Linked DNA regions of Oncorhynchus mykiss: region 1 is linked to region 2. Evidence: chromatin contacts called from public Hi-C data. All regions are on one chromosome and are shown on one strand. The core of a region is the stretch at or near the end of the contact, and the rest is flanking DNA. Distances in the headings are between cores, read along the strand shown.

What was found. Hi-C and Micro-C count contacts between places; a contact is called where the count stands out from the background.
Region 1: a contact with region 2 is called in a Hi-C map of liver, with 7 times the contacts expected there. The contact joins the promoter of LOC100136325 here to the enhancer-like site in region 2. A contact is called at or near these places in 2 of 3 Hi-C or Micro-C datasets (blood and liver).

What each region holds. Positions count from the first base shown.
Region 1 is chr32:33,427,032-33,431,687 of USDA_OmykA_1.1, reverse strand. LOC100136325 (tapasin) reads right to left here and starts at 2,690. Exons shown (of 5, transcript XM_021560576.2): 1 at 2,511-2,690; 2 at 1,525-1,707; 3 at 1,036-1,284; 4 at 431-790. The coding sequence starts at 2,568.
Region 2 is chr32:33,324,596-33,329,600 of USDA_OmykA_1.1, reverse strand. No RefSeq gene overlaps it. Among protein-coding and RNA genes, the nearest start is that of LOC110488345, 17 kb to the left of the region's middle. Within about 2 kb of position 1,435, at least 6 of the 11 cell types and tissues checked have an H3K27ac peak or open chromatin away from gene starts, as enhancers often do. A contact at or near this core is called in liver, where this site is marked.

The DNA.
Region 1 (4,656 bases), core at 1,441-3,940, 100 kb before region 2:
ACTTTCAGATGAGACTGAATTAGGATGACGATTAATATTGGCTGCTATTGATGTAAAATATTACTAGGTCTTTAAGAGTTTATTCAGAAGATACAGCTCTATAAATATTATTTTGTGGTGCCCCGACTCTCTAGTTAATTACATTTACATGATTAGCTCAATAAGGTAATATTAATTACGGAGAAATTATTTTATAGAATAGCATGTCATATCACTTAATCCGACATAGCCAAAGACACGACAACACACTTATGGCATGTAATCTAATGACATTAAGTTGACCATGACATACCATTATAAGACTCTACTGTATAAGGAGTTGCAGTAGTTATTTCAGTGAATAAATATGTAAAGACAAAGGGGTTGAGATTCTAAACATTGCAATGGTTTAGTATTGGCCGACTAAAAAAGCGTTTTCATCTCTCCTCACCTACAATCTCCAGCTCCACTGCCACCTGAGCCAAGAGATAGGGCAAGTACACCGTGCAGATGTAGGTTCCTGAGTGGCGCACTTGAGCTTCCTGCAGGATCAGTGATGCATCTCCTGTCTCGTGCAGAGCCGTGAAGTCTAGCCCCACTCCCTCTTCCTGGGTCTCTGCAAATCGGTCACTCTTGCCGTCGTAGGCCAGGACCAGACGGCCATCGCCCCTGAACTGGTAGCGCCACTCCACGGCGAAGCCAGAGCCAGAGAGAGGAGAAGAGGCATCCACCCAGAACCCACAGTCTAGAACAACTGGTTCCCCGAGTCTGGAACGGATCATGAAGGTTCTACTGGACACACTGAGCACCACTGGGAGAGAGGGGTAGGAGAGAGACGTTACACTTTTAACACTACATTACCTGTGACATTACGTGGTAATAAACATCACAGGTTGCTATACTTCCTCATGGTGTATGACATTCATTTCAATTATGGTTAATAATAATTCATTATCACTGTGGTGTTGGTCATCACTTGTAATGGTTATATATGACAATCTGTCTGACGTTTACAACCCTTGCTCAAGAAGAACGTCATTCCTTTTTCAATCATACCCTTGGGTTCCTTGGTTGCCGTGGGAGCACGCAAGACATTGGAGAGGCGCAGCTGTCCGTCAAAGCCCTGCAAGGCAGCAGTGTACCAGTCGGCTTGCAGGTAGATCGGACTGTGGGCAGAGTCCGTGAGTGGGACTGTCCATTGGACAGTGGATGGCTGAGGCATGAAGGGGTTGATCTCACACTGTGACTTCTGGACTGAGCCTTCTGGTGGGTGCAGAGAAGAACTGCAGAGGGTAGCTGCTGGGTCTGAGGAGAGAGGGGGAGATTTGTCTATCAAAGTTATCTTTTCGATTAAATAACATTTATTTTTCTGAAAAGCTCTGCCTAAAATGGCAACGCTCTTGTAGCCTTGTATAATTTAAATGACAGGCTTGGTGTCACACCAAATTGACTGACTGCACCTGTAACAGCCACTGGTTTGTCACTCAAATCAGGCATAATTTCTAAAGAGATTGTTCTATTTAATATATAACAATAAGTACTGACCAGTGACGTAGTAGACTCTATCATGGTCTGTAGGTGGTCCCTGCTTTGACCTGGTTTCTTCACTGTCTGGGTCTGTATTGATGTAAAGTAGTGACTTCTCCTGGCTCATAGCAGCATGGAAGCCCCCACCTGGCTTCTCCTGGACAAACCAGCACTCCAGAACTGGACAACTTGTTCCATAGACTGGAAGAGAGAAGGATGAGGGAGCTGTGTGAACGTGAAGCCAACCAACGTGGGTATGTGAAAAAACAGAATGAAATAGAACAAAACGGTAGCTCCATGAGTGAAGTGATGTAGACTACTGTAGAATAAGGATGGGTATGAAAAGGCAATCAGAATAGAAACTAGTTCTTGAACAATGATACACGCTTAGCATTAAGACTGTGGAAATGACTCTAAATCTCTATAGCTTTATGTAGGGCTGTTTTCCCCGTGTGCATTTTTTACAAGGTATATACTATTATGCAAAGTATATATTCTTATATCAGCAGTTAAACCAATAACAAAGGGACCTCCCCACCACTGTTTCAGGGGAATGGGCCTGGAGAAATGCGACCACTCAAATTCAAAGACAGAGTTATGGATGCAAGGACTGACCATCCATGATAACAAAAATTATAGTTGTACATGTTTTTTAGGCTATACAGTGTTTGCTTACATTAATTTTGTTTACAAACATTGGAGTAAAACAAGATTATATTTTGTGTTCTGATGGGATAAGACAGTTGAACTAAGCTCACGATCCATTTATAAATGACACTCTTCAAGAGTCAATGAGTAGTAGTCATTAGATCATAGTCATTAACTTATAAGTCCAGAAATGGACGTAGCATCTTCTGATTGCCCCTTTAACTCAACAAAGTGTTTTTGTTGTAATTAGCTACAACCTAAGGTTAATTGAGTATACAGAAGACACAGTAACTGTGCCACCAGTAACACATCCACCACCAAATAAAATGTGCAGTAAGAAAAGCTGACCAATTTACCGTGCATAACGTAACTAAAGGCAAGAAAGGATTGCAATATTATTGATATATTGGTCATGTTAGTTTTCGACAGTGTCCTCGACTATTCTGTAGTCTGATGGATGAGAACAAATATGGAGAAATATGTCTTCAGAGTTCCATTGTAACTCCCCACAGCAAACTCTACTTTCACTTTCATTTTGCAGACAGACACTGACATGCGCATAGCCAGACGAGGCAGAGACAAAGCACCATGGTATACAGTAAAACCAAAAATAGTACAGTATGTACGGTTTAGAAACTACGGAAGAGTATTAGGGCCAAGTGAAGAGAAAAAAAATCAGTGACAGGTGGTACTTGGATTATTATTTTTTGCAATATAGTACTTTAAAAAACTGGAAATATTTCTAGAATAAAGTGGCAATATTTCAAGTTCGAGAATAAAATCGAAATTACATTTCATAAATAAAGTGGCAATATTTCAAGCATAAACTCGACATTTAATTTCGTGAATAAAGTCAAAATGTTTAGAATAAAGTCGCAGTTCTATTTCAATATTAGCACAGGGTATTTGGTTAAATGCATGTCTCCCTGGCTGCCTTTTGCTGTGCGCGTCACCGTTGAAATGCATGAGGTTGTCTCTTTTAGCACATAATAACCATATGATTATAAGTAGGCCTATTAGGACCTGGAAGAAGTTGTGAAGAAATAAAGAAACTCCGTGGTAAAACTAAGTCAGCACACTGATTTTATGAGGGACAAATGCAAAAACGTGAAAAATAAATTGAGTTCCAAACTCAGAGAGCTTGTGCACACATTGCAGAGTGCACAATGAACACAAGATGGCGCTCCAACACTACACCGCTCACCAGAATGGTCAAGATCACATGATTTCTTAGAAACAAGGATTTAGGTAATCTGAGGACAACAAACGGAAGAGTACATAGCTCAAGAGAGCTATTTCATGTCACGCATGCACACCCAGATTTGTGATGACAGGCAGCTTCTACGTGACGGAGTATGGTGAAGTTGTCTTAAAAACGCTGATCTTAGGTCAGTTTAGAATCTTCCCCACAATGGTTAAGATTAGGGGGAGGAGAACCTGATCCTAGTACCTTGAGGGAACTTTTCCACGGAGTTACAAAGACAACCAAAAGTCCACCCAAGTGCTATATACTAACTGAACCTGATTTGTTTATCCCCTTCACATACCAGAACACACTGTGGGAGTGGCAACAATTCCAGAACACATTTTAATTGGGGAGAAAAAAATGAGAAAATATGACCATAGATTACTTGTAGGCCTGTTACTGTAGTTATGGTCAAAGAGTTTCAGCTAGTATGCACTGGCTCTGTTCTAGTTCTTTCAGTAACCTGAAGTCGTTGTGACACAAAAATACAGAAAATAATGTAGGCTAACAAACAAATAATGTGTCAATGTAATAGTCCAACATCCCACACAGCAGTTTGGGTATGAAAAACCATGTACTGTACAGGCTCCTAGAACTAGATGATGTGCCAGTGTGTCGGACATGTCACGATTGAGGGCAGATAGACACAAGATGGCTGCATCCTGACGCTCTTACAGGAAAGGGTGTAGGATTTACCTCAACAGTGTTTGACTCCACCTTCCTCTATATGTGTGTGTGTGTGTGTGCACTGTACTTTCCATTGCATTTCTATGCTGTATTATTTTGTTGCTGTGTTTTTCAGTGTGATGATATAAAACAATTTAATATCACATGGAGCTAGATCCAACATGATGCACGTCCTTCAATGGGTAATATAGAGTACCTCAAATCAAGCTCCATAGACCCTAGCCTGAGATAGCTCAATTGTGTCATCCTCCCAAACCACAAGCCCTCTGGGAATACTATAGAAATAATACATTTTTTCTCCTCTTTCATGTCAAAGTAATCACCCTCCTAATTTGAGTCAAGGCCATTGTAAGAACTAGGCCTACAAGACCTAGTTGGTTCCCGAGTGGTGCAGCGGTCTAAAGCTCTGCATCTCAGTATAAGAGGTGATACTACAGTCCCTGGTTCAAATCCAGGCTGAATCACATCTGGCTGTGATTGGGAGTCCCATAGGGCAGCACACAATTGGCCCAGTATTGTCTGGGTTTGGCCAGGGTAGGCTGTCATTGTAAATAAGAATGTGTTCTTAT
Region 2 (5,005 bases), core at 186-2,685:
AATAAATAGGCCATGGTGGCGAAGTAATTACAATATAGCAATTAAACACTGGAATGGTAGATCGGCAGAAGATGAATGTGCAGGTAGAGATACTGGGGTGCAAAGGAGCAAAATAAATAAATAAATAAATACCAGTATGGGGATGAGGTAGGTAGATAGATGGGCTGTTTACAGATAGGCTATGTACACGTGCAGTGATCTGTAAACTGCTCTGACAGCTGGTGCTTAAAGCTAGTGAGGGAGATGTGAGTCTCCAGCTTCAGAGATTTTTGCAATTCGTTCCAGTCATAGGCAGCAGAGAACTGGAAGGAAAGATGACCAAAGGAGGAATTGGCTTTGGGGGTGACCAGTGAGATATACCTGCTGGAGCCGCGTGCTACGAGTGGGTGCTGCTATGGTGACCAGTGAGCTGAGATAAGGCGGGGCTTCACCTAGCAGAGACTTGTAGATAACTTGTAGCCCGTGGGTTTGGCGACGAGTATGAAGCGAGGGCCAACCAACGAGAGCGTACAGGTTGCAATGGTGGGTAGTGTATGGGGCTTTGGTGACAAAACAGATGGCACTGTGATAGACTGCATCCAGTTTGTTGAGCAGAGTGTTGGAGGCTATTTTATAGATGACATCATCAAGGATCGGTAGGATGGTCAGTTTTACGAGGGTATGTTTGGCAACATGAGTGAAGGATGCTTTGTTGCGATATAGGAAGCCGATTCTAGATTTAATTTTGGATTGGAGATGCTTAATGTGAGTCTGGAAGGAGAGTTTACAGTCTAACCAGACACCCAGGTATTTGTAGTTGTCCACGTATTCTAAGTCAGAGCCGTCCAGAGTAGTGATGCTGGACGGGCGAGCAAGTGCGGGCAGTGATCGATTGAAAAGCATGCATTTAGTTTTACTTGCGTTTAAGAGCAGTTGGAGGCCACGGAAGGAGAGTTGTATGGCAATGTAAGAATGACACTTACGGTTGCCCTGTGTTAAAGCTGCTTCAAACTGGATTGTCTAGACTGGACCATTACTGAATTGGTTGTACATGCAGCAGCCGCATTTGCCAAATCCACTTCAGTAAACAAGATGACTGAAAATGGTTTCCGACGTATTATATCACCACGATATCATATGATATGGTGGACCCAGCGGTATCCAGCTACAGTATTTTGATTGTCCTTATTTCTGACTAAGACACAGTGGTATCATGCATGATTGGGGATTTGATAGCAGCCTTTTCCACCTCCTGAGAGGACGGAACTTAGCATTACATGCTTGAGGGGTGTGTCAGGTAAACTCCCGATGTGTTGTTGTGAACCCCCTAGATTTCCCTGAGGACAGCACGTGTTTATTGGCCCTTATTGGTTCATCATCTTACAAGATGACATGCAGTTTCCTGTCTCATTACAAGAAAGAAATGTGAAAGTGGTCTGCTGGAAAGTCCCTATGAGTGTGTTGAATGAAGGATTACAGTAGTTAGGGAGTTGCGCCCCACAGAGGTATCTCAGCACACTGCCCCACCACGTGAGTTCATTGAATTGAAACTCTCGATCTGGAATTAGGTGACTAATGTGGACAAGAAGGGGAGGGAACTGGCACAATAACAAAATTGAGGACAATCTTAAGGGATAGTCAACTGCTGTTTTGGCTAATAAATGATGGTGTCTGCTACATGCAAGAATTGTTCTGCTTCAGAGGATTTCTTAGTTGACGGTTTCCTTACTTCCTGGCTCATCAGAACCTGATCCTTCCTTTCTCCCGTAGTAACTGATGATGTAATAGCAGCCCAATCATAATCGTAATCGCTCACCCCAGTGTCCACACTAACCCTGATTCAGATGACCATCATACCCATGCTAGATTACGGAGAAATAATTTATAGATCGGCAAGTAAGGGTGCTCTCGAGCGGCTAGATGTTCTTTACCCTTCGGCCATCAGATTTGCCACCAATGCTCCTTATAGGACACATCACTGCACTCTATACTCCTCTGTAAACTGGTCATCTCTGTATACCCGTCGCAAGACCCACTGGTTGATGCTTATTTATAAAACCCTCTTAGGCCTCACTCCCCCCTATCTGAGATATTTAATCCTCCACATACAGCACCCATTCTGCCAGTCACATTCTGTTAAAGGTCCCAAAAGCACACACATCCCCGGGTCGCTCCTCTTTTCAGTTTGCTGCAGCTAGCAACTGGAACAAACTGCAACAAACACTCCAACTGGACAGTTTTATCTCAATCTCTTCACTCAATCATGGACACTCTTACTGACAATTGTGGCTGCTTTGCGTGATGTATTGTTGTCTCTACCTTCTTGCCCTTTGTGCTGTTGTCTGTGCCCAATAATGTTTGTACCGTGTTTTGTGCTGCTACCATGTTGTGCTGCTAACATGCTGTGTTGTCATGTGGGGCTGCCTTGCTATGTTGTTGTCTTAGGTCTCTCTTTATGTAGTGTTGTGTTGTCTCTCTTGTCGTGATGTGTGTTTTGTCCCATATTTACATTTGATTTATTTTAAATGTTTAATCCCAGCCCCCGTCCCGGCAAGAGGCCTTTTGCCTTTTGGTAGGCCGTCATTCTAAATAAGAATTTGTTCTTAACTGGCTTTCCTAGTTAAATAAAAAATATATAACAACCCCAAACAACTGCCAAGAGTTATGAGACACAAACAGATGGTCTTTGCTGACATCTTGTGGATAAAATTGGATGTAGGCATACAACCACATTATTGGCAACATTCAGCTACTTTTTTTGTGACACTAATTCCGAAACAATCATAGAGAATATGATTTGTCATAGGAAACACATTTTACTTTTTGAAATTGTTATAATGTGGCTACACTTAAACATATGGAAATGTCAAGGGCTTTGTAGCCTGTGAGGAACTTACAGGAAGCCACAGGTGGTAAGAGGAATATGGTGTAATTGCAGACCGCATACAAATGGGAAATTACAGTCACCATTAGTAACATTTATTGAATGACCATAGAAAGTTGAAAACATTACAACAGTCTAACTCTAACACAACTAAACAAAAAACTTGACAGTGTGTGTGTGTTAATAATAATACATTTTATTTTAAGTGCTTTTCAAGACACCCAAAGTCACTTAACACCCAAAGTCTCAGCCAACTTTATTGCTCCAGTCAAATCACGTCAAACTGTATTACAACAACATCAGTCTTTCAGTTCACACAGACTCTTCAGTTTCATAGTGCTTGGATCCATATCCTCTCCTCACTGAGAGAGGGAGGGAGGGAGTCAGAGAAAGAGAAGAAGAGGAAGACACCCCCTCCCCCACACACACACACACACTCCCCAAGCCAGGGGTGGCCAACCCTGGTCCTGGAGAGCTATAGGGTGAGCAAGCTTTGTAAGTTACCTATCAACACTAACACACCTGCTACAGCTTATCAAAGACTTGATGAGAGGTTGATATGTTGAATCTGATCTGTTAGTGCTGGGCTGGAACAAAAGCCTGCCCAATGCCATTCTAAGAGAGATCCCTCAGTATCAGGAGAATGCATACCAACTCTGACATAATTATACAACATCTTATACACTATACAGTACATATTGTGAATAAACACCAGTGACCTCACAGGGTCAGAGGTGAAGAACTGGTTTGAAATGCTGCTAAGATTGGAGGAGAGGAGGAGTAGACTTTCACCTAGGGGTTGGTATCTTAGAGCTGATGTGTAACTGATGGACTGTGGTTTGGTCTAGGTGTGTGTGTGTGTGTGTGTGTGTGTGTGTGTGTGTGTGTGTGTGTGTGTGTGTGCGTGCGTGTGCGTGTGCATGCGTCTACCTGACAGACTTTAGTTTGACCCAGAGGTTGGACCTGCGGACCTCCGTTCACAGGTTTGTTGGTTAAGATGAGGTTGCAGAGCTTGGGGTCAGAGTTCACAAACTGGGCTGCATCCTCAATCACCTTCCTGATCTCTTCATCTAGTGTATCTCCTAATGGGAGGGAGGAAGGATGGAAGGAATGACATGTATTTATTTTTATGAATTAGAGTACTCGGACCAGTACTGTGTGTGTGTGTGTGTGTGTGTGTGTGTGTGTGTGTGTGTTGGACAGTGCACATTCCTTCAGCATAGTCAAATCAAATCAAATTTTATTTGTCACATACACATGGTTAGCAGATGTTAATGCGAGTGTAGCGAAATGCTTGTGCTTCTAGTTCCGACAATGCAGTAATAACAAGTAATCTAACTAACAATTCCAAAACTACTGTCTTGTACACAGTGTAAGGGGATAAAGAATATGTACATAAGGATATATGAATGAGTGATGGTACAGAGCAGCATAGGCAAGATACAGTAGATGGTATCGAGTACAGTATGTATAAATGAGATGAGTATGTAAACAAAGTGGCATAGTTTAAAGTGGCTAGTGATACATGTATTACATAAGGATACAGTCGATGATATAGAGTACAGTATATACGTATGCATATGAGATGAATAATGTAGGGTAAGTAACATTATATAAGGTAGCATTGTTTAAAGTGGCTAGTGATATATTTACATCATTTCCCATCAATTCCCATTATTAAAGTGGCTGGAGTTGAGTCAGTGTCAGTGTGTGTGTTGGCAGCAGCCACTCAGTGTTAGTGGTGGCTGTTTAACAGTCTGATGGCCTTGAGATAGAAGCTGTTTTTCAGTCTCTCGGTCCCAGCTTTGATGCACCTGTACTGACCTCGCCTTCTGGATGATAGCGGGATGAACAGGCAGTGGCTTGGGTGGTTGATGTCCTTGATGATCTTTATGGCCTTCCTGTGACATCGGGTGGTGTAGGTGTCCTGGAGGGCAGGTAGTTTGCCCCCGGTGATGCGTTGTGCAGACCTCACTACCCTCTGGAGAGCCTTACGGTTGAGGGCGGTGCAGTTGCCATACCAGGCGGTGATACAGCCCGCCAGGATGCTCTCGATTGTGCATCTGTAGAAGTTTGTGAGTGCTTTTGGTGACAAGCCTAATTTCTTCAGCCTCCTGAGGTTGAAGAGGCGCTGCTGCGCCT